3 separate regions of the Sus scrofa genome follow, and all the other regions are linked to region 1. A link is a contact called in public HiChIP or PLAC-seq data. All regions are on one chromosome and are shown on one strand. Each heading gives the region's core, a stretch centred on a gene start, on an enhancer-like site or on the middle of the called end of the contact. The rest is flanking DNA. Distances are from core to core; before and after follow the strand shown.

Evidence for each region. HiChIP or PLAC-seq counts read pairs in DNA pulled down with a chosen protein or histone mark.
Region 2: an H3K27ac HiChIP or PLAC-seq map of alveolar macrophages shows a contact between it and region 1. The contact joins the promoter of ZMAT2 here to the enhancer-like site in region 1. A contact is called at or near these places in 1 of 5 promoter capture datasets (fetal liver), 4 of 47 Hi-C or Micro-C datasets (heart right ventricle, liver, mesenteric adipose tissue and 1 more) and 1 of 2 datasets of contacts at active chromatin or transcription factors (alveolar macrophages).
Region 3: a contact with region 1 is called in an H3K27ac HiChIP or PLAC-seq map of alveolar macrophages. The contact joins the promoter of IK here to the enhancer-like site in region 1. A contact is called at or near these places in 8 of 47 Hi-C or Micro-C datasets (alveolar macrophages, heart right ventricle, liver and 4 more) and 1 of 2 datasets of contacts at active chromatin or transcription factors (alveolar macrophages).

Annotation. Positions count from the first base shown.
Region 1 is chr2:142,294,430-142,299,205 of Sscrofa11.1, forward strand. It overlaps ANKHD1 (ankyrin repeat and KH domain containing 1), which reads left to right. Exons shown (of 34, transcript NM_001203267.1): 31 at 1,086-1,286; 32 at 2,035-2,210; 33 at 2,736-2,900; 34 at 3,179-3,668. The coding sequence ends at 3,238. Among named protein-coding and RNA genes, the nearest start is that of EIF4EBP3, 7.1 kb to the right of the region's middle. Within about 2 kb of position 2,547, at least 3 of the 83 cell types and tissues checked have an H3K27ac peak or open chromatin away from gene starts, as enhancers often do. A contact at or near this core is called in alveolar macrophages and retroperitoneal adipose tissue, where this site is marked.
Region 2 is chr2:142,408,494-142,413,269 of Sscrofa11.1, forward strand. It overlaps ZMAT2 (zinc finger matrin-type protein 2), which reads left to right and starts at 2,477. Exons shown (of 6, transcript XM_003354316.4): 1 at 2,477-2,628; 2 at 2,961-3,054; 3 at 4,158-4,281. The coding sequence starts at 2,611. It overlaps LOC100521256 (probable histidine--tRNA ligase, mitochondrial), which reads left to right. Exons shown (of 12, transcript XM_013995242.2): 12 at 937-1,760. The coding sequence ends at 996.
Region 3 is chr2:142,359,107-142,363,882 of Sscrofa11.1, forward strand. It overlaps IK (protein Red), which reads left to right and starts at 2,028. Exons shown (of 19, transcript XR_001307243.2): 1 at 2,028-2,177; 2 at 2,642-2,708. NDUFA2 (NADH dehydrogenase [ubiquinone] 1 alpha subcomplex subunit 2) reads right to left here and starts at 2,020. Exons shown (of 3, transcript XM_003124046.4): 1 at 1,752-2,020; 2 at 1,522-1,628; 3 at 1-204. The coding sequence starts at 1,852. The coding sequence ends at 113.

The DNA.
Region 1 (4,776 bases), core at 1,297-3,796:
AGCTGTACCTCTGATTCGACCCCTAGCCTGGGAACTTCCATATGCCACAGATGCGGCCCTAAAAAGCAAAAAAAAAGAAAATGAAAAATAAAGCAATGTGGTGTTCCCATTGCAGCGCAGCAGAAATGAACCCGACCCGGAACCATGAGGTTGCAGGTTCAATCCCTGGCCTCGCTCAGTGGGTTAAGGACCTGGCGTTACCATGAGGTGTGGTGTAGATTACAGGCGCAGCTCGGATCCTGCATTGCTGTGGCTGTGGTGTAGGCCAGCAGCTGCAGCTCTGATTAGACCCCTAGCCTGGGAACCTCCATGTGCCAGGCATTCGGCCCTAAAAAGCAAAAATAAATAAATAAATAATGCTGTGAATTGAATCCTATGATGCTTTGCTAACATTTAACCTTTGTGTCTTATGGGAGAGTGGGGGAGGGCTATAGAAAGAGGAGAAATAGCAAATAGCTAATAAGTAGAGAGGACCATCAACTGTTTTCTAGACAGTATGATAGGTACCCTGGAAATATTACATTTAAGTTAATTTAAAATATGACAATATATATTTTGAGAAGATTGTATATTTTTCATTATTTTTTTTAATTAGGGCTGCACATGCAGCATATCGAAGTTCCCAAGCTAGGGGTTAAATCAGCTGCAGCTGCCAGCCTACACCACAGCCACTGCAATGCCAGATACTTAACCCACTGAGCGAGGCCAGGGATCAAACCCACACCCTCATGGTTGCTAGTTGGGTTTTTACTGCTGATCCATAATGTAAACTCCCAAGAAGATCTTTTAGAACTAGAGTAAGAATAAATATGGCCTTCTTCCTTTCTAGCCTTGCTTAGCAGTTCAATCTGAAATTTTTAGTCTTTGTTTATATTTACAGGAAAATAGTATAGAATAATGTTTATAGAATTGTAAAATGAAAATTTTCTTTACAGAACCTATGTTGTGAAATAGACCTTTTCAACAAGGCTTCTCATATTCTTATAATTAGTTTTTATATGTAATAAAACAATAGAGAAATATTTTGCCACCAGGTGACTCTCCTATTCCATCTGTTTCTTCGGGACCATCTTCACCTCTTTCAGCCACTTCTGCACCGCCAACACTGGGCCAACCCAAAGGAGGCAGTGCCAGTCAGGATCGAAAGATACCTCCCCCTATTGGAACGGAGAGACTAGCGCGGATTCGGCAAGGAGGGTCTGTTGCACAAGCCCCCGTGGGGACCAGTTTTGTCGCTCCTGTTGGACACAGTGGAATCTGGTCATTTGGCGTCAATGCCGTATCAGGTACAGTTATGGTGCAAGAAAACTTAGTTCCTACACTTAATCAGGGGGATTGTTTAAAACTTCGAGGTTTTCAATCCAGTTTCAAAGTCTGTAATGTTAGTTTGGATTATACAAACTATCATACATTATATGTCATATGTATGATAGTAATATATAAAATAATAAATACAGAGTTGATGAGAACTAAAAGATTCCCTCTTGAACTTTTCTTGTAGAATGGGACAATCATTTGACTTCTTTCAGCGAGCACTTAGTCTTTTGAAGGACAAGGTAGAGTGTTGGAGGGTGTTCAGAGGACTCCATTCAGTTTTCCAGGAAGAATTTTTTTTTTTTTTTTGGTTTGCAAAGACTCATGCATGTGTCCTGAGCTTGTCAAAGGAATGATTTTGATTAAATTTAGTATAAAAAAGAATCAGGAGTTCCCGTCATGGCGAAGTGGTTAACGAATCCGACTAGGAACCCTGCAGTTGCAGGTTCCATACCTGGCCTTGTTCAGTGGGTTAACCATCCGGTGTTGCCGTGAGCTGTGGTGTAGGTCCAGACTCGGCTCGGATCCCACATTGGCTGTGGCTCTGGCATAGACTGGTGGCTACAGCTCCGATTAGACCCCTAGCCTGGGAACCTCCATATGCCACCTGAGCGGCCCTAGAAAAAGCAAAAAGACAAAAAAAATTTAAAAATCAAATGGTAATATTTTGTTATTTTATCCAAATAAATACCTAACCCTGATCTCAATTCTTCTTTCTAGAAGGCTTATCAGGTTGGTCACAGTCTGTGATAGGGAACCATCCAATGCATCAACAATTATCAGACCCAAGCACATTCTCTCAGCATCAACCAATGGAGCGAGATGATTCTGGAATGGTAGCCCCTTCTAACATTTTTCATCAGCCTATGGCAAGCAGTTTTGTGGATTTTTCTAAAGTGAGTTGACAAACATCATTGTAATTTGTTTAACACTTTGCGAGTCAACATGGTCACATGTTAAGGAGTAATTTGTACTGAAATAATTCTTGCTTTTGGTATCACTACTTTCTTTCCCTGACTTTGCCAGCTCTTATAGCCAGTTTCAAGAGTGGGTTATGTTGTCTCCATCAGTTTGTACTCAAATTATCCTGAAGATACCATCTTCCACCCAAAACTTGGGAGATTCAGGTCTTGCTCCTTTGCGTTTGTCTGCCACAGTTTTGAAGAAGGCCCCTTCCCCTCTAGAAAGCTGGCTGTGAGTTCCCCATTGCCTGCTTGTCTGCTCTAAGAGCTTCCTGGCAGCCATAAAGGCCAATTGTGGCTGCAAGCAAGCGTGTAGAGTTCCCCTTTCCTTAGCACAGGCTTATTAGTAAATCTAAAATACAGGAAGCTGGAGGGAATGAAGGGAAGTTAGAAAGATCTATCTTGGTATTCTGGAATCATTTATAATCACTTCATGATTAAACCTTTCTGCTGTTTTAGGGTCTGCCGATTTCCATGTATGGAGGCACCATAATACCCTCCCATCCTCAGCTGGCTGATGTTCCAGGAGGCCCTCTGTTTAATGGACTTCACAACCCAGATCCTGCTTGGAACCCTATGATAAAAGTTATTCAGAATTCAACTGAATGCACTGATGCCCAGCAGGTAAAATGGACTTAATGCTCTTTTATTTTTCAGATATATCATGTCATTCTTTTAATTCTTTGGGAGTGCAAGTTCTGAATATGAAAAGTCATGACATCTGACCGCCTTGATCTGAATTAAGTTTTTCAACATCGAAATGATGCTACTTAACATTTTATTTCTTATATGCATATTCTTTCTAGGCAGAAACAGTGAATTGCCATTGCATTTATATATTCATTTTGTAAATGTCTAAAGATTCCTAATTAGAAATTCCAATTTTTCCTCCCCCTTTTCAGATTTGGCCTGGCACGTGGGCACCTCATATTGGAAACATGCATCTCAAATATGTCAACTAAGTTAGAAGGTCTTACTCTTTAGCCTTGTTTGAGAAACCTTTGACCTTGGAAGAACCCTGGGGATTTTTTTTTTTTTTTTTTTTTTTTTTAATGTGCCTAAGAAATTTTCTCTGAGGCTTTAGCAATGGAAATTTGACTGCCCATTGTATAAGAACAGAGTGATTTCCTATCCACCTGATTATGTTCTCTGGTTAGTTTAGCCATTTTGAACTTAGTGCTTCGGGCTAAACATACTGAATGCTACTTGTCTGCAGAAGAGAATTAGATGATTACATGTTTCAACCTTTTAGGGTGGTAAATACATGTACAATTGTTTACATACTTAAAAGGAAAAAGTTGAGTAAATTTCTTGTCATATAGTGGCTCTACTTAATGTAGCCTGTATTAATGTGAAATATTTACCAGAATATTCAATAAAACGATGAACAGTGTTTAGAAGTGAGGTGTGATCCTTTCAGTGGTCATGCAGGTTTTTCCCAGTCCACAGTCACACTGAACCAGGTTGTTAGTACTGTGTTTGTAGTTGACTTCACGCATTTTACACTTTAGAGTCCGTTCTCAGACTGCCTTGGAAAAGCACCTTGAAGATTATTTGGGTACTTATTCCATGTTAAACTTTCCTTATTCTCTTGTTTTCATCCACATAATTTTCTAAGTGAGAGAGTTTAGCGGATAGGTAATTGCACAGTTTAGCTCTTTGTGGATCATGAGTATGTCAGCAAGAACAACAGGATTTCAGTCAGATGATGCTGAACAAACTTAGGGACTCCCAAGTCATCCTTCAGATAGCTTTTGTGCTTCCTGACTTTTTTATCTAAAGATTTATTTTGGTTATAGTTGTTTAAGTTTTATTTGAGTTGGTACATAGGAAGGGGTGGCGTTGACTCCTGTAATTCTTTGTATTATTGAATCAGCTGAATAATGTTTATAAATATGTGACTAATTCTGGGCTTAGTTCCATGAAGAGCCAATATGGTCAACAAGCTAAACTCAGGACACTGGAATGGACTGCTTTGGCCAAAGTATTGACTATGCCAAGAATCTGATGCAATAGAGAAGAAAAAACTATCCCAATGAAAAGAACAGTCATCAACTTGTTCATGTTTTAATATGGTTGAATTACCTGGTCTTAGATATAAGCAAACTAAAAAAGAAAAAAAAAAAAAACAAGAAACTGTGTCTGATAGAGAAGCCAAAACATACATCAAGGCAAAGAAGGATACACAGAAAATAGTAATATCACTGGTACTGAAGTTACTGCCTTTGTAGTGCCTGCCTAATAACCACATTACGTAATCTCAAGAGCCCCCCATCCCACCCCACCCCACCCCACCCTGACCTTGAGAGAGACAAAAGACCCTTTGGAACACCCACATGTCTTGCTGTTTCCACTTAGCACTAACAACAACAAAGTCACCTAATTTAGAGAAATAAATGAAACTATAAATAAGTGAAATACACATATTTATATTTATATAAATATATAAATAAATGAAATATAGAAAAATAAATGAAACTTGATGAAACATATACTAGTG
Region 2 (4,776 bases), core at 1,227-3,726, 110 kb after region 1:
TTGAACCCACATCCTCGTAGATACTAGTCGGATTCATTTCTTCTGAATCACACTGGAATTCTGTATGGTCCCTATTCTTTGTTCACTGTTTTTAGGCAGAGCTGATGTATAAGAACAACCCAAAACTACTAACCCAACTGCACTACTCTGAGGACATGGGTATTCCACTGGTGGTCATTATTGGTGAGCAAGAACTGAAGGAAGGGTTCATCAAGCTGCGTTCAGTGGCCAGCAGGGAGGAGGTGAGTGCGGCAGTCAGAAATAGAAGGGACCAAATGTTTCTCCCTTTCTTAGATTCTTTAAGAAATATGTGGAGTTCCCGTCATGGCGCAGTGGTTAACGAATCCGACTAGGAACCATGAGGTTGCGGGTTGGATCCCTGCCCTTGCTCAGTGGGTTAGGGATCCGGCATTGCCGTGAGCTGTGGTGTAGGTCGCAGACGCGGCTCGGATCCCGCGTTGCTGTGGCTCTGGCGTAGGCCGGTGGCTACAGCTCCTATTCGACCCCTAGCCTGGGAACCTCCATATGCCGCAGGAGCGGCCCAAAGAAATAGCAAAAAGACAAAAAAAAAAAAAAAAAAAAAAGAAAAGAAAAGAAATACGTATCTTCTGGCTAAGGAAATATCTCCAGGGTTTATAGTGATAGAGATGAATGAGTACCCCCTCCAGGCAGCCATTGTAGCCAATGATGGCTGGGCAGGCAAGAAGACAAATGAAATCTCTTTGGGTATCTGGAGATAAAATAAACATAGATCCGGTGTTTGAATCCCTTTAGTCTTGAGCTCCTACCTTCTTCAGGTCAGCTTGAAGCCCAGACTCCCTACCGGTTGCATAGGTCATGGGAATAGTTGCCAAATTAAATGAATCTGGAAAAGCAGTGTCTGAGGTGCTAGTATCACTCTCTAGTTTGTCACATGAAGATTCTCTTATGTTTCAGGTGGCCATTAAGCGAGAAAATCTTGTGGCTGAAATTCAGAAGCGACTATCTGAGTCTTGATCCTTGCCTGAATGCCACCTGCTGCTCTTTGTAGAAAAGGTTTCATCTAGGACTGAGTTCCTGTTCCACAACTTTACAACTGCTGGCCAGGATGGCTGACTCGTGCCTACGCATCCTCCATCTTTTCTGGGTACAGAATTGTAGGAGGTCCTGAGGACTCTGGGGCTAGTGAGAGCAGCTATACTGCATGGGCGCAGATGGCTGGTATGTGACAGAGACATGCTCTAACTGCAGAGGCAGATGGCAGACTTGCAGTGCCGTTGAACGCTGCCAACATGTGCTAATAAGATGGTTGCTGTGAACAAGTCTCTGGGAAAGTCACCTCAGGTTGAGACGATTCTGAACCACTGAGATCAGAAGTCATGTCTTAGCCTTCCACTCTTCGCTTCTGAACCAAATTCTGGGCAGTTTGACCACTGTGTGGTCTTGGCCTGTCCAGGGAGTTTTTGGTAAACAGCAAGAAGGGGCAATGACTGCTCTCTGTTTTGTTTGAGGACAGAGATGCTAGCCCAAGGGCCCAGCAGTGCCCATATTAATATGACGTCTCTCTAGCCTACCCAGTGTTAATCAGGGTGAGGCCGTCTGTTTAATAATCTTGAATGTTGAATTTAATAGGCGACCTGACAAGATGGAGATCTGATCTTTTGAGACTTTGGAGACCATTACCTATGCCTGCTCTAACTAGTCCATGTCCTGCCGTGGAGGTGGCTGTTCTAGAAGTGGTTGTATAATATATTAAATAAAATATTAAATCTAGAAGCTTGGGTAATTTGTTATCGAGGGATTTGTTTGCATAGGCCATAGAAAACGCTTGAGTGCACACTGGAGGATGCAGTGAGCTAAGAGGAACGTCCCTGGGGTGATGTTTTATTTTTGGTGAAGGGAACAGCCATGCTTCCTCCTCCCCGCAGCTGTGAGATACAGTCACCTCACTAAGTCAGTGTGTAGTGTGACATTTGCTAGAGTTCTTCACCCTAGAGTGTTGCTGATGACTGGCCTTCCCAGGTCCGATCGTGTTGATTAAATTGTGCCCTGTAGATTGAATAATTGTGATGTTTCTCAGTTGAAGGAAAAATGAGTTAACCAAGGGGTGATAGCATTGCTTCAAGATAAAGAGACAAAATGCAAACAGCGCTTTCAGTTTGTGCATTAGGAAGACTACAGCCTGTGCAAACTCTTAGGAGCTCTGGGGCCCTATCTTCAGTGCACACAGGTAAAGAGGCATCTAGAGCCCCTGATAACAGAACTTCAGCCTTAAGAAGGTTTGGAAACTCTTGGCAGTGCACGCAGGTTGGTTAGACTAGACCGGAGGGCGCTGATCTGAACTTCATTTTCCTCTTACGTAAAATGGAAGGGTTGAATCTGTGCTTGTTTTTAAAGCCAGGGTGAAAAACCCTCGCAGGCGCCCTTACTTCCGCGTTGCTTCATACTCCCCTTGCGCATGCGCCATTTCCTTGGAGCAGGGGCGGGGCCGACGATCTTGTTTTAGAAATCCTCCAGTCCTTAGCTCGTTTAGAACACGAGACTCTAAGCTTATTGGAGGGCGGGCTTGCCTTACGGCGCAAGGCCGCTTTTTACGGCATTTTCCGGCTTTCCATTCACTTCGCTGTGAAGATGGCGTCGGGTAGCGGGGTAGGTGTTGTGTGTGAGGAGGCTTGGGATGGGGGGTGCGGGGCGGCTTTTCGGCGCTGAATACCCCGCACCCGCCTGGCTTCCCGACACCTCCTGGCGATCTAACCGCCTTGGTTTGAGAGCTCCCCCGTAAGGCCCTGGCGCAGGGTCATCGGAAGCGGGAAGGTCTCGGGTTGGGGTCCTGAGGCAACCTCAGCCTCCCGGTGCTGTCCGGAGAGGCTTCGCTCTTCCCAGGTCCCGGGGCCGCCTTAGCGGCTGGGGAGCGGTTTCTTCTGTTTGTCCAGGGGTCGGACACGATTAGCGACGAATCTTCAGCCCCTTTTCCCCCACAGGCAAAAAACTTGGACTTTCGCCGAAAGTGGGACAAAGATGAATATGAGAAGCTTGCGGAGAAGAGGCTCACAGAAGAGAGAGAAAAGAAGGATGGTGGGTGCCTGTTCCATCAAGTGCTAAGTGTACTGCAGATGCGAAGCAATGGTTAGCGAGTCGGTGGGGGGTTGAAACGCGCTGCCCCCTTTCCTGTGTAACCTCCGGCAGAATAGTGCCTCCCTGGCTCCTCAGGTAGAAAAGTAAGATAGGCGTGAGGAGATGAACTGAAATGGTTTGGAGGTGCTTTCCGGCTCTGCGGTTCCCTGCTTCCTTGCCCTTCCTTTGCTTGGCTCATTTAGTGCTTTCCTCAAGTACAGGGAAGACAGTGGAATCCTCAGTAGTGATCCTCAGAAGAAGTTAAGTGGAGTGTTTTTGCTGCTGTGTATTGCTGCTATTGAACGTGGGATTCTTAACACCGGATTCTTAACCTGGGGAACGTGGGATTGATTGTTTCATCTAGTGCTTACGGCTGTTCTCTGTGCCTTACATTTTGTCAGGGAGTTGGTCTTATTTTCTTTTCTGTTTTCAGACTTGTACTTTCTTTTGCTTTACTTGCATACTCCAGCACTTTTGGTTTTTATGTAACTCATGCAATAGTACTTGGCATATAGCAGATATTTCCTAGATAATAGTTCTTCTTTAAAAAACTTCCCCAGCTCTCAGAAGATTGCCGTGTTACACATGGGGTATCTGTCTGAAAACACTAAATGAGTGGTCTTGCTTTTCTTTTCTTTTTTGTCTTTTTAGCAGCATTCGCAGCATATGAAGGTTCCCAGTCTAGGGGTCGAGTCCGAGCCATAGCTGCTGGCCTACACCACAGCTCACAGCAACACCGGATTCTTAACCCACTGAGGCCAGGGATCAAACCTACGTCCTCATGGATACTAGTCAGATTCATTTCCGCTGAGCCAGGATGGGAACGCCATAGACTTGTTGGCTTTAAAGTGGAGAAAAGATGTAGGGAGTTAAGGATTGCTTATCATTTTTGCTGTGTTGAAATTCTCTGTAGCTACTGCTAGAAGGGACTCTTTTGTCCCTTGCTTCAGGTTTCAAAAAAGAAATGAAGGTAGACTTCTGGATTTTGCATTTTATGCATTTCTTTTCCTTTCTGGCTAAGGATCTCTGATAATGAAGCGACTTCCTTCCCCATTATATTCCAGGAAAGCCCGTGCAGCCAGTCAAGCGAGAGCTTCTCCGGCATAGAGATTACAAGGTGGACCTGGAATCCAAGCTCGGGAAGACAATTGTCATTACCAAGACTACCCCACAGTCTGAGATGGGAGGGTAAGTGGCTTTTCATTTATCTCTGCATCCAGGAGTAAGTCACATAAAACTAGGTTGGTTTCAGGAAGTGTTGAGCAGGATACTTGGCCCCAGAATAATAACCTTGTTTTCTGTCATTCCATGCTTTGTTCTCCAAGGCCTCAAGTTAACATAATAGTGTCTCTACGAGGTGTCACTCTGTAGGCTTTGTTATATTAGTACTATAACTACTTCTTAATATCTTAAAGGGAATTGTTTGTTCTCCTGCCAGAGGAAGACATGAAGGAAAGGTCTACTGAGGAGATGTCTAGGGGAGGAATTAGGTGAAGCTAGAATGAAGCCCAGGAGCTGTTGATGGTGGATAAAGGGGGTTAAGGTTGTGGACTAACTAGCTGCAAAGGTTGTAGTTGTTACGGATTTCCTGGTTGTGCACCTTGCTATTAGACCAAGACTATAAGCTTTAGAAAGAAGGCTCCCACAGGAACTCTCCTTCCTTTGGCCCACCACTACTTCTCT
Region 3 (4,776 bases), core at 778-3,277, 64 kb after region 1:
GCGGCACTTTCAGCACAAGCTTTATAAAGAACAGAACACGTTTCTCCACATTGTGCTCAGTCCAGCAGAGTCCTGGCGCTGGGGCTTTTGCTCTTAATCCTCAGTGGAGGCTTCAGGCTTTGCCACTTAGCACATTCTCCAGGGTTCTGGTTACCTGATCAGCACTGAAGTTGTTCAAAGAGACATTCTTCTCTTGGCCAAATGCTAAGGAAAGAGGGAGGCGATTAAGTATCCACTCTGCATTGTAGGGGCTACCAAAGTAGCTTAAAAGGTCTGTGTCTTCAACTTACAGTCTTGTTAGGAAGTGTAGAAACGAGATAAATAGAGATAAGGTGTATCTGGCATGCCTAGGATTTTAGTGGGTCTCAGCAACATCTAGAAAGTCCAGGTACAAAGAGAATTCTGGCTGGTTCCAGGCAGTTATAATGAGAAGGAAAGTGTTTAACAGAAGCTTTAAAGGGACATTAATAGGCATTCATTATTAACCATTGTGAACAGGGCGTTGCCTGGGCCTGCATTTCACTAGTGCTCATTTAATAGCTCCTATAGTCCATTTAATGTAGTTATTTCTGTTCATCTCTAGTCTACTGGCTTTGGAAGGAGAACCTTTTCCCTCCTCCAAACAATTTTTAGTGCACGGCATACTGCAGGTGTCCATTATTAGAACTCATCTGTCTTGGGTGTGACTCCCCACCTTCCCGCAGACACTTCTAGGACAAGGTGTAAAAGCTGTGGTTAAAAATACCATTATTCAGTAAAGATAAACACGGTGTGCCTGCTATGTGGGAGACTTTCAGATTGTGCTAAAATGAAATAGGGAAATATGATTAAAAAGGGCTGAGGGGCAGTGTTTCCTAACTGGCCAGGCAATGCCTTTTTGAGGAGGTAATAGATAAATTCAGACCTGGAAAGTAACCTAATTATAACAAAGAACCAGCCATGGAAGGAAGCATGACAGAAGTGGGGAAGGGGGAACAAGCTCAACCCTGTTACACATCCTAGCTAAATAACCTTGAGTATGTCCTGTAACATTGTTGATTCAGCTTTCCCATCTCTACAAAGAGAAAAAGGAATCTACCCATCATCTACTTAATGAAGATTGGGCGGGAAAGCACTCAGCATAGGACCTAACAGTAAGCACTCAACACAGTCATTATTCTGGGTTTTTACTGTTGAGATTCTTATACACTCCACCTGGACTGGCACTGAGCGCACATAATCTGGAAGGACCTACATTGATCGGTAACTGACCCGCATCTCCTCCCCTATCTGAAGCCTGTTCAGGATTACAAAAACGACAGATCCTTGTCCCCTATGCAGGACAGGGCACGCCTCCATACAGACGTTACCTGGGACACGAAGCATCCTATAATTCTGCGAATGTATATTTCCTTATCTGCAACAAGGTCAACAGCAAGGCTGAAGTCGGAGTTCCAGTCCTTCTACAGGCTTTGCGTGACCTTGGGCGGCCCTTTCTCATCCAGAACCCTTGTTCCCAGGCCCCCGGCGTCCCACGCTCACCGTAGCGAGCCCAGAGCTTGGGCTGCACATCAGAGCACTCGCGGATGAGGATGGGCAGGTCGGGGTTCGCCTTCTTCAGCTCCACATAGCGTTTCTCGATGAAGTCCCTGCGGGGCCGGAGAGAGCACCGCCCATGTGGTGTGGGCGTAGGCCTCCCCATAACACCCGGGGGGTCGAGGTCGTGACCCCGGAGCCCCGAAGCCCGCCCGCCTCACCAGGCTGCGGCTCACCTGACGCCCTGGCTGCCGGGAGAGCGCTGACATAAGTGGATGCGAATCTCCCGCAGGCCCAATTTGGCGCGGATACCTCGACTCGCTGCGGCTGCCGCCATCTCCCCTAGAACCCAATCAACCCGCGGAGACCTTCCGGCCAGGGGATCCTGTCAGAGGAACCTCGGACGCTACAGCCCCGCGATAGGCTGGCTGACGTAGGGGGCGGGGCCAAGCACAGCCAATGCCATGAAAGCATTGCAGGGTCACCTCTGGCTCGGATTTCTCCGCCTGCGGCTGGTGCGGATTGGCTCGGGGACGAAAGGCACTGTGGGTGGACGCCTGAGGTGCATTGTGGGGAAGCGCCAGTCGCGCCTGTGTTGTTGTCGACTCTTCCGTTGTTGTTGTTGGGGTTGAAACGACGCGACGAAATGCCGGAGCGAGACAGTAAGGCTCGGATCATCTGCCCTTTCTTCCCCGCGGGGACTCGGGACACTTGGAGCATTATTTTGGCCTTAGAGTTTAAGCTGGGTGTGCGTGTGTGAGGGTGTAGTGAGCCTGGGAGCTTGGCGAAGCAGCCGGGCCCCGAGCGAGGCCGGGCAGCTCCAGCTCTGTTCCTAAATCTTGTCCTTGGTCGAAGCTACGACCGATGAGTTTTATCTGTGAACCACCCCGAATCCCCATCACTTGATTTTCGCTTACGGTCATTTATCTTCCGGGTAGTAATCTTAGATGTCATCTTCAGGAAGTCTCTGCTCATCCTGCATCATTGGATTGAGTTGTCATAAGTCACTAGATTGTGAGCAACTTGCCATGAAAACACGTGTGTTGTTCACATCTAGGTCCCCAACTTTTGCACAGGACCAGACACGAAGGAGATTAATTCAATTAATGTTAATTCTTTTTCTTAGGCGAGCCGTTCTCTAACCCGTTGGCCCCAGACGGCCATGATGTGGACGATCCTCACTCCTTCCACCAGTGAGTATTTTATGTGGAACCACGGGAATGAGCTAGTTAATGAGTAAAGTGATGGTGGTGATAATGAAAGAACTCTGAATCTTTTGTCAGCAAGGATGGTCAAAAAATTGTATCACTTGCCCCTTTACCTCCGCAAACTGTAGCTGGATCAGGCCAACCACTTGCCTAAGTCTACTAGAGGGGAAATTATGGCAGGGAGAGTGCTAGTTTCTTTTATGTGTGTATGTGTCTTTTTAGGGCCTTAGGGCTGCATCTGCAGCATATGGAGGTTCCCAGCCTACGGGTCAAATTGGTTTTGGCTATACCCACAGCATGTGGAAGTTCCCAGGCCAGGGATCGAGCCTGTGCCACAGTAATGACGCAAGCTGGTTGCAGTGATAACGTCAGATCTTTAACCCACTGTGCCACAGAAGAACTCCAGAAAGTGATAGTTTTCAAAATTGATGTTTAATTATACATTATATAGGAATTAATTCTTCTAGAAAATTAAAACATCAGAGTAAGGATAATGTCCTTGACATCCCCAATCCCAGTGCCTTTCTTAGAGGTAACCGCCATTACCTTTTTTACATGTATCTTTCCTTCCTACTCTTTTAAAATGTATTTATATACATGCATTCATATCTGAGTAAAACACATTGCTTTGTGAGTTAAAATATTAAAATTAAGCAGTGTGGGGTTCCCGTCGTGGTGCAGTGGTTAACGAATCTGACTAGGAACCATGAGGTTGCGGGTTTGGTCCCTGCCCTTGCTCAGTGGGTTAACGATCCGGTGTTGCTGTGAGCTGTGGTGTAGGTTGCAGACGCGGCTCGGATCCTGCGTTGCTGTGGCTCTGGCGTAGGCCGGTGGCTACAGCTCCGATTCGACCCCTAGCCTGGGAACCTCCATATGCCGTGGGAGTGGCCCAAGAAATAGCAAAAAGACAAAAAAATAAATAAATAAATAAAATTAAGCAGTGTTATATTGTATAGATATCATTTTGCCACCTAATTTTTTTTTCCCCTTCTCATTATCTTGGTGGTTATTTTCATTGCCGTGACAAGGATTCCCTCCTCACCACTCTCCAAAGCTTCTAATTTCAAAAAAATTTTTATTGAAATATAGTTGATTTAAAATGTTGTGGGAGTTCCTGTCATGGCGCAGCATAAGCAAATTTGACTAGGAACCATGAGGTTGCAGGTTCAATCCCTGGTGTTGCTCAGTGGGTTAAGGATCTTGCATTTCCATGAGCTGTGGTGTAGGTAGAAGACACGGCTCAGATCTGGTGTTGTTGTGGTTCTGGTGTAGGCTGGCAGCTACGGCTCCGATTAGACTCCTAGCCTGGGAACCTCCATATGCCGTGGGTGTGGCCCTAAAAAGACAAAAAGACCAAAAAAAGAAAAATAAATAAAATGTTGTGCTAGAAGGCTTCTCTTTTTGACCTGGCCTTCTGAACCTAGTTTTAGCAAAGGATCCTGCCTGGTTATGGACAATTCCATCCATCAATCAAGGAAATCCAATCATTCATCTTTCCTTGTTATCTAATCAAATTCCTCTTCCACCCCTCTCTTAGATGTCTAATCGAGTAATTTTCTATACATTCCCAATTGTCCCTATGTAGTCAGAGTTGAATTAATTTTTTTCTTTCTGCCTTTCTTACTCCCTCCCTTCCCTCCTTCCTCCCTCCCACCTTTCCTTTTCTTTCTTTTCATCGCCGAACGAATGCTGGCATTTTTTTGTGTGTGTGTCTTTTTAGGGCCACATATGGAGGCTCCCAGGCTAGGGGTTGAGCCAGAGTTATAGCCGCTGGCCTGTGCCAGAGCCACAGCAACTAGGGATCCCAGCCGCATCTTCGACCTACACCACAGCTCATGGCAACACCGGCTTCTTAACCGAGTGAGCAAGGCCAGGGATCAAACCTATGTCCCCATGGATGCGAGTCAGGTTCGTTAACCACTGAGCCACAATACAACTCCTTATTGTTCTTTCTGTCTTTATTAAAGTATCGTTGCAGTTTCCATCATGGCTCAGCGGTTAACGGTTAACGAATCTAGCATCCATGAGGATGCAGGTTTGATCCCTGGCCTTG